2 separate regions of the Ovis aries genome follow, and region 2 is linked to region 1. A link is a contact called in public Hi-C data. All regions are on one chromosome and are shown on one strand. The core of a region is the stretch at or near the end of the contact, and the rest is flanking DNA. Distances in the headings are between cores, read along the strand shown.

Region 1 (4,515 bases), core at 1,216-3,715:
AAAAAATTACTCATCTAATCTACTGGGACTACCTTGGATAAAACAGAAAAAGACCAACATTCTATGCTTAATACATAAAAAAATACATATATGGATCATAAAAAGTAAAGATGGTATGATATGTCTTAAGAATAAAGTAAAGATGGTACGATATGTCTTAAGAATAATTAGCCTTATCATTATTATCATTAGTATTTTATATTCTACTAAGGCTGGAAAGGAAGTTAATTTTTTCAAATTTACAAGTTTAAATGTAAAAAAACAAAAACTCAGACACCTTAGTCAATGAGTCCTACGCTAGCCATGGAAATCAATTACCTAGTATCATTGTGCTCATACAGGCCCGTTTATAGCAGTTTCATGGTATTCTGAAAATTGTACTTTCAATAAAATGTGTGAAACTAAATAAATGTCCATCTATGCTTGGCAAATTGTAGGTCTTTAGGTAATTGAAGAATAAATAAATGAAAAATATTTACCAGTCACTATTTAAACTGAATTTGTTTGTTTACCTTGTGTAACATTTTGATCATTGCTTTATCTCTCCTAGGATAAGGAGGCCCCAGGAGAGCTAACCTAGGTTTATTTTTACATAGTGAAAGCAAGCCTTGCCATTCAAGGAACTTCATTTCCCTTGATTAGACAGATGAGATCAAGGTCATCTATTTGATCTCATTCTGATCAGTTGGTTTTTCTTTGTCCCAAGGCCACAGAGAATGCCAGGACCCCTCAAATAGGAAACTGATACATTTTTAAATAATTAGTTAATATAATGCCTTCTTTTACTGTCATATTTTGCTACTACATGAGATACCTCAAACCCCTGGCTTTCTTTTCATCATCTCCACTCCTCACCATCCAGGCACCAACCATACCAAGCAACCAACAAAATCCTCCCAGGCCGACCTCTCACAGTATCGACAGTTCTCTGCAGCACCAGGTGAATTCAGGGTAAGAATTCCCCACACAATGGGAAATCATACACACCCAGACTGAGCCTTCACTAGGAAAACCAAAAAAACTGCCTGGTGAGGGGCATCCACTCCCGAGGAGGCTGTAGAGAGATGCAACACTTAGAGAGCTGTCAGCTGGGAGGGGCCTGATGCCTCCCTCAGGATTCATTCCAGTCACAATCCAAGGCAAAGCAACAGGTCCGGGCGTGTGTTTGCTGAACTTTGTCAGGCATTGCTCCGGGAAAAGTTTAGGAATATCTAGACTTGCTTGTGTTTGAGAGCTGAAAACTGTGGGCAGAACTAGCATTCCAACAGTAGGCTTTATATTACCAGATGCCAGCAAGCAATTTATCTTCCTCTATGCCCATATTATGGAACGATTGACTGTGAAATAAACTAAAACACAGAATGAGCAAGGACTTCTGTTAGTAGTTGGTTCCTAGAAAAGCAGACTCCTCTTATTAGAACTGAAGCTAAGCATGTCCTCTATTTTTAGTGTTAGGGCCTGTGGTTTATAAACCCTTACAATTTACTCAATATTAGAAGGGTTCCCCCCCCCCCAGTGGGCTTTATGACTCTTAGAAATTTCCTGTATAGACTGGAGCTTTTATCAGAGAATTGAGAATGTTGGGTTTATATATTTGGAAATACATTTCCCTGGTGGCTCAGAAGGTAAAGCGTCTGCCTGCAATGCAGGAGACCTGGGTTTGATTCCTGGGTCAGGAAGACCCCCTCCAGTACCCTTGCCTGGAAAATCCCATGGATGGAGAAGCCTGGTAAGTTACGGTCCGTGGGGGTCGCAAAGAGTCAGACACGACTGAGCGACTTCACTTCACTTCACTTCACTTATTCTTTAATAAACACAGTTGCCACTGAGATTGCAAGCAATGAACAGCCTCGGCTCTCATATAACCTCAGTACATGGCTGATTATATGGTTCTCTTAAAATCTGAATGAGCAGCTTATATAAAAAGAAGCCTGCTTTCCCCAACATGATCTGACACTATTTATTTGGTTATGTAAATACCTTATGTGTTCTATTTTTCTAAGTCTGCATTTATCCGCATACTTGACCTAAAACTCCACACTTTATTCCATGTAATACAATGATATAAGGAGTGTGAAACATTCTCTTAAATTACCATAGGCTTAATATCATTTTGGCATAGCAGAAAACAAGGGACCTAATATAAAGGAAAGCTTAGTTATCCAAATCGCAGTGTTCTACTTTTTAAAATATATGTCACTTAAAACACATCAAAATAATATTCACCTCAATGATTTTTAATACAAAATTCATTTTAATATGGTAAACAAATGACAACAGTAATTTTGTAGATTATGCTTGGGTTGTAGTGACCCAATTATCTGGTCAAAGGGCTGCATGGATGCAAGAGACAGGGTGAGTTAAAGTTTAACTCCCAGGAATTGTAAACCAAACCTAAAACCACTGAACCTTTGGAGTTTGATATGATGATTAGAGCATAACAAGCGTGACACGTTGAATTCGCCATAATCAAGGAAGCCTTTTCCGGGTGGGGATCTCTGAAATCACTCAGGTATGGTCCATGTGTTTCGATTTTTCTATTTCAACTCTGTGAAACTGTGCTGTGTGGATCAGTGGGAACGCAGCGAAACAGCTTTTACGCACTTCCACAAGACAGCTGAATTCAGGGATATTTCTAGTTTGCTTTTATACTGATAAAGCCATCTGAAAACAAAAGAAAATATTAGAATGATCATATAATCTCAAAATGAGACAACAGCCGGCTTTTGTCCTTTGATTTAATCAATTTCTGAGGGTAGAAAAATAATGTAGATTTATCACACCAGGTTCAAGAGTCAGGCTAATGTTTCTGAGAAATGTATTTAGCAATAGCCAGACAGCCGGGAGAGTTGTGGTTGACTGTCTGTTCTGGTCCTCGGATCTGGGGAAGCATAAAAGTGTAATTAACAAGAGAGATGGTATTGACATCACTGACAGATTCTGCATTCTCTGTGGGGGTCATGATTTCTATCATACTTTAGATTTCACATATTCATTTATCTCCCTCCCTTTCCTCCTTTATCCTGCACCACCAACAAAACCACAAGAAAACGAAACAAAAACAGTCATGGAAAATTTTTGGTCTTGAGTGTATTAAACCTCTACCTTCAGATGGCTTAATTCTTAGATCGTTTCCTTTCAGGATGGTTTGGGCAGCTGTGCTGCAGTGGATATATTTCACATGATCATTCTGTTCACTCCGAAAAGATGATTCACAATCAGACTATGATGGTCTTCTATCTAAAAAAGGAAATCAATCAGGGCACTTACCAGGAATATCTCATTCCTCCCAGAAATCTCTTAAATATTCTAATTGAAATAGTTTTGTTCTATAATTGCCAGAGTAAGTTCCAGGGAGAATGGTAAAGAAGTGTGTTCCAAGTCAAATAAGTTTTTTGGACTGTTCAGCTGTGCACTGTGTGTCTTCAAGAAGATGGCTAACAGAGCATTAGTTTGCATTGGGCAGGATTAGTGTTTTGTAAAACGTGTGTTGGCAAATTCAACTCTTGCTATAATTTAGCAACATCAAAGATGTGGTGGTCTGGCCTGAAAAATTCTTTATTATACGTGCTAAGATGCATACAATAGGGCATAGGTTAAGAAATACAAGTGAGATCACTGATTTTAAAGCACTGAAGCCTTCCTCTGTTAAATATAGGTAATAAACATATGACTTACAGGTTCGTTTTTAAGGACCATATTTTCTGGAATAGTATGGATACTCTACATTTGAGAAAATTCTCACACTTTACTGTTTCAGTTTATTATTTATCAAATGTAAGGGAAGGGGAAAGATGGTTGTCCAAAAAAAAGAAAAAAGAAATTAGTTATTATGGATAAACCTAAAGTTCCATAGTGGATATAAAAACACTGAATATTTAGTTATTATGTTCACCTGGGCTAATACCAAGTTGGTTTTCTGTCATTTCAAATGTAACCTTCCCTACACTGTATTCAGTGGATGTTAATACATGTGGTTTCCAAAGGGAGACTGTGTTGTTAAGTAAGTTGAGGAAATGGCAGACAATTAAAGCAGGTCTTGTTACTACATGAGTAATAATAACGCTGCTGCTGCTGCTGCTGCTGCTGCTAAGTCGCTTCAGTCGTGTCCAACTCTGTGCGACCCCATAGATGGCAGCCCACCAGGCTCTCCTGTCCCTGGGATTCTCCAGGCAAGAACACTGGAGTGGGTTGCCATTTCCTTCTCCAATGCATGAAAGTGAAAAGTGAAAGTGAAGTCGCTCAGTTGTGTCTGACTCTTAGCGACCCCATGGACTGCGGCCCACCAGGCTCCTCCATCCATGGCATTTTCCAGGCAAGAGTGCTGGAGTAGGGTGCCATTGCCTTCTCCAAATAATAACGCTAACAGACATTTATTAAGCATATGGCCAAGTGCATGTCTAAGTACTTTTCATGCATTTACCTCAAGCTACTCTTAGAATAGCCATATATGTTAGATACTATTATAACATTTTACAACTGAGGCATGAATAAGTTACTGAATGGGCTGGAATT
Region 2 (4,515 bases), core at 771-3,270, 37 kb after region 1:
AAAGTTGTTAAACAGTGTCTCCCTACCTCCTTGTCCTGCTTGCTGGTCCAGTAAGTTTCATATCCACATCACAGGCCAGAAGAATTGCATTCCATCTTTAACTCCTGTTACAAATGAAACGTAAAAAGTCACTAAGTAATCAGGTAGGAAATTCTGCAGAATTGAAAACTTTAGCATATTAAAGCAATATAAAAAGCTTGCAAATAACAATACATTTTTAAAAGGCTCAAATAGCAATGGAGACCTTTTCATAAACCTAATAATTTAAGAACATTTTCATTAAAAAGGAAAAAATAATAGGGCTATTTTACCCTTATTATATAAAATGTTTTCAAATAAAATACACCTAAAAATATATGGCCTACTTGCCTAGCACTTTGGTCTTACATAATCAATTACATTTAGAAAATATTAATAATAAGGATTTAGATCACAAGTTAATAGCAATTATAAAACAGTAAACAGTTATTGGGCACTTATATTCCAACTGCTTTATGTCTATTAATTGTTTAGTCCTAACCACAACACTGTGAGGTAGTTACTATGATCATCTCCAATTTCCAGATAAGGAAAACAAAGCTCAAGGAGTTCCATAGTTTGCCCAAGATTTATGGGCCATAAATCCACTTCAATTGGCCAAAATTTCCAGCAAGATTTACAGAACTAAGTGCTATCATAATGCTATCTTTAAGATTGCTATTTGAGAGATTAGCATGCCAAAGCATGCTAAAAGCACTTTGTTGAGCTTAAACTTTGTAACATGATTTGCTTGAAGTAATCATTTATTAGCAGAAAGACTGAAAGTAAAAGTGAAGTCGCTCAGTCGTGTCCGACTCTTTGCGACCCCGTGGACTGTAACCTATCAGGCTCCTTCGTCCGTGGGATTTTCCAGGCAAGAGTGCTGGAGTGGATTGCCATTTCCTTCTCCAGGGGATCTTCCTGGACCCAGGAATCGAACCTGGGTCTCCCGCATTGCAGGCAGACGCTTTACCATCTGAGCCACCAGGGAAGCCCCAGAATGACTACTGGATCAGAAATTGTCTAGTGATGTAGAAACCTAAAGTTCTGAAACCTTTGCTATGTACATAAAAAGCCTCTAATCAAGATGTAAATATGCACATGATTCAGTTCAATCATTTTGAATGATTTGGAAAATCCTTTCTGATTTTGACTGCAAAGCGTAGAAAGTCACCCAGGACTTCAAATCAGAGACCTGTTATTTAACCCAGTCTCTACCACACACAAGAATAATCATTTTTTTCTCTTTTAGTTCCTTTATTAAACTGAAGTATAGTTGCTTTACAATGTTGTATTACTTTCAAATATACCGCAAAGTGATTAAGATTTATATATAAAAATACATGTAAGTATATATATTTGTAGGTTGCTACAGTATATTGAGTATAGCTCCCTGTGCTATATATATAATAGGTCCTTGTTGTTTACTTATTTTATATATACTAGTGTGTACATGTTAACCCCAACCTCAAGTCCCTTAACAGCCCTCGGCCTTAACTTCCCAGAAGACTGGCTAGGACCTACTCCGCTCTTAGTCAAGGTTTTGTTATTCTAGCATATGCTCAGTCTAGTTATTGGTCAGCAAACTTGTTTCATTGGAAAAGGAAACCAGCATGTACTGAAACATAGCTTCGAACTCTGCAGTTCAGGGAAAATCCTTCAGCCTTCCCAGCCTTTCAGTCTTCCTACACCGGATTAGGGAAAACATTAGCATCATCATCAAATAAAAGAACATCAGATGTACTTTTTAAAAAGCCCCAGTACAAAAGTGCAGCCATTAATAAGTATATTAATACACTTCAGGGAGTTGTACCTATATAATGATATTTTAAAATATTACAGTATTCACTAAGTTAGGGTTTGAAGGATTTGCTTCAGCTGTTATCTTTGCAGTCTCTGATACTGAATGCTGAATACTTGCAAAACAAGAGTTCCAGAAGGAGAGTGTGACTAATCTGTGCACTCTTATCACTAGCAGGACAAATAGAGCTGCTAAAAATAGAATTTTGCAGGTTACTTAATAACATGACTCAGTCTCATATCCAAACTGATGCAATAAAACGTGCTCATGAGGATCTGAAAATACGCCTTGTGATATTCTTTTTAAATAATAATTGGATATCTTTAGAATTGATAACTAAAATTTTTATCAAATTTCTTTAGATGATAAAAGAATTTTAATCAATAGAGGTTCAATAAATATTATTATAAAAATTGTGTAATGTTGACAAGCTAAACTTTCAACTTAGTCGCATTAGGCCACATAGAGAGATTTCATATGTGTGCTGCAATGTTAACTTATAAATGAAATCTGTCTCTAGGCAATGAAATTAGATATGGAGTTTTTTTTTTTCACTTTTCCACTCTCAACTGTACTTCCCAGATCCTCCAAAACTACCATATATTTGAGACACACAGGGGAAAAAAAATAACATCGTGATGAGCCTTTCCTCCAGAATGTATTACTAGTGTGAGTCATCAACCCTGTGACATCTGATGCTCCTCTCATCCAGAATTTTCTCCCTAAAACTAGAAAAATAAATTTCCATAGGTGGATATTTTCAGACAACTTTCTACCCAATGTGAAGTCAGTTTACATCAGATCTACAAGGGAGTCTACACGTACAGTTAATGAAGATCACTCGTTAAAAAAAAAAAAAAAAAAAAAAAAAAGATGACCCAATGGTTATACAGCATTTTCAGGTGGTTTAAAATATGGTGTGTGTTAGTACTTTGTCTAATTACCCTATGGATCATCTATTTTCTAAAAATTATTACAACACAAACACTTATGTGGCATGCCAGTCCTACTGTTTGTCCAATGCAGTGGTTGTTTTTAACAAAATTTTCTTTGCTTTTCCCCCCTAATCCTTATTATGAAACACAATGTGTTAGTATTAGTCCTTGAGATTACAGAAGTATAAATTACAGCAGCTGACCTAAAATGCATATCAAGTAACTGCAATGAAAATTAATTTATCTAGAATTTAAAAGGACAACATAAGACTGCATTGAATGGGTATAACATTTCTGTTTCGAGCCTTAAAATTGACCATAGTCTTTGATCTAAGGAATAAGGACTAATATTTAGACATAAGGATGTTCATCATAGTGGAATTTATAATGCTTAAAAATATTGGACATATCATCATAAAATATTACTGGTCATATAAAATACGTCACCCTTATATTTCCAAATTATATGGTCATATAAAACTGTGATTTCCAAGAAAGACATGGGAAAATGTCCAAATTTTTAAATTAGGTTAAAAATAAGAAAGCAAACCTGTATGTATCAGCTTATAGATCATATTTTAAGAAATTATTCACACACAGAAATATTAGAAGATAATAAAAGGTAATCTCTGATGAGGATAGCTTTTTTTTACTTGTGTTCTTATTTTCCAAACTCTTTATAATGAATATGGATTATTTTTATTTCAAGGAGAAAAACTCATAAAGTAGAAAATATTTCTAAGAAGCATTCAGTTAGGAATAGAAAACCTGGGAAAATTTCATGAAGAAAACGTCATTACTGAAGCTGGGTGATACATGCTTGGGTTCACTAGGCGATTCTTTCTAATTCTTTATATGTTTGCTGTACGCATATTCAATACTGCTATAATCCAAGACTTCCATTTCACTGTTGGAAAACAAGCTCCAGAGTTATACAGTTCAGTACAGACATAAGCCAGAGGTCATCAAACTGATCCGTGACTCAAATGTGGCCACAGCCTGTTTTTGCAATGATTTAAGGACATGAGTGGTTCTCATAATATTAGAAGGTTGTTTTTTTTAAAAATCATAAAATATCAACTATCTGGCCTTTTACAGAAAAAGTTTGCTGACTCCCAACTCTTATCCTTAATTTAGTACTCTGTAAGTTAAACCATAGGTTTTTAAAATATTGAAGTACAGTTGATTTACAGTGCCATGTTAATTTCTGGTGTACAGCAAAGTGATTCAGTTATACATATGTGTGTGTGTATGTGTATATATATATATGTGTGTGTGTGTGTACTTATATATATTCTTTTTTCATACACTTTTCCATTATGGTTTACTACAGAATATTGAATATACTTCCCTGTGCTATACTATAGGACCTTGTTTATCCACTATATACAAGTATATATATAGTTTGCATCTGCTAAGCCCAAACTCCCAGTCCAATCCTCCCCTGTTCCCCCTTCCCCTTGGCAACCACAAGTCTGCTCTCTAATTCACAGTTCTTAAAGAAAATGCCCTATAACATAGATGAGGGTTTAAGATTCCTTAAAGGAAGTAGGAGCATCCCTCCTTGTCCTTCCCACCAATTCAAGCCTAGACCCTCATTCTTTTTTTTTTTTTTTAATTTTAAAATCTTTAATTCTTACATGCGTTCCCAAACATGACCCCCCCTCCCACCTCCCTCCCCACAACATCTCTCTGGGTCATCCCCATGCACCAGCCCCAAGCATGCTGCACCCTATGTCAGACATGGACTGGCGATTCAAT

The links. Hi-C and Micro-C count contacts between places; a contact is called where the count stands out from the background.
Region 2: a contact with region 1 is called in a Hi-C map of liver, with 2.3 times the contacts expected there. The contact joins the enhancer-like site here to the promoter of A1CF in region 1. A contact is called at or near these places in 2 of 16 Hi-C or Micro-C datasets (liver and mixed tissues).

Annotation. Positions count from the first base shown.
Region 1 is chr22:8,207,162-8,211,676 of ARS-UI_Ramb_v3.0, forward strand. It overlaps A1CF (APOBEC1 complementation factor), which reads left to right and starts at 2,466. Exons shown (of 13, transcript XM_060404885.1): 1 at 2,466-2,512.
Region 2 is chr22:8,244,926-8,249,440 of ARS-UI_Ramb_v3.0, forward strand. All of the region lies in intron 3 of A1CF (APOBEC1 complementation factor), which reads left to right. Among named protein-coding and RNA genes, the nearest start is that of A1CF, 38 kb to the left of the region's middle. Within about 2 kb of position 2,021, at least 3 of the 54 cell types and tissues checked have an H3K27ac peak or open chromatin away from gene starts, as enhancers often do. A contact at or near this core is called in liver, where this site is marked.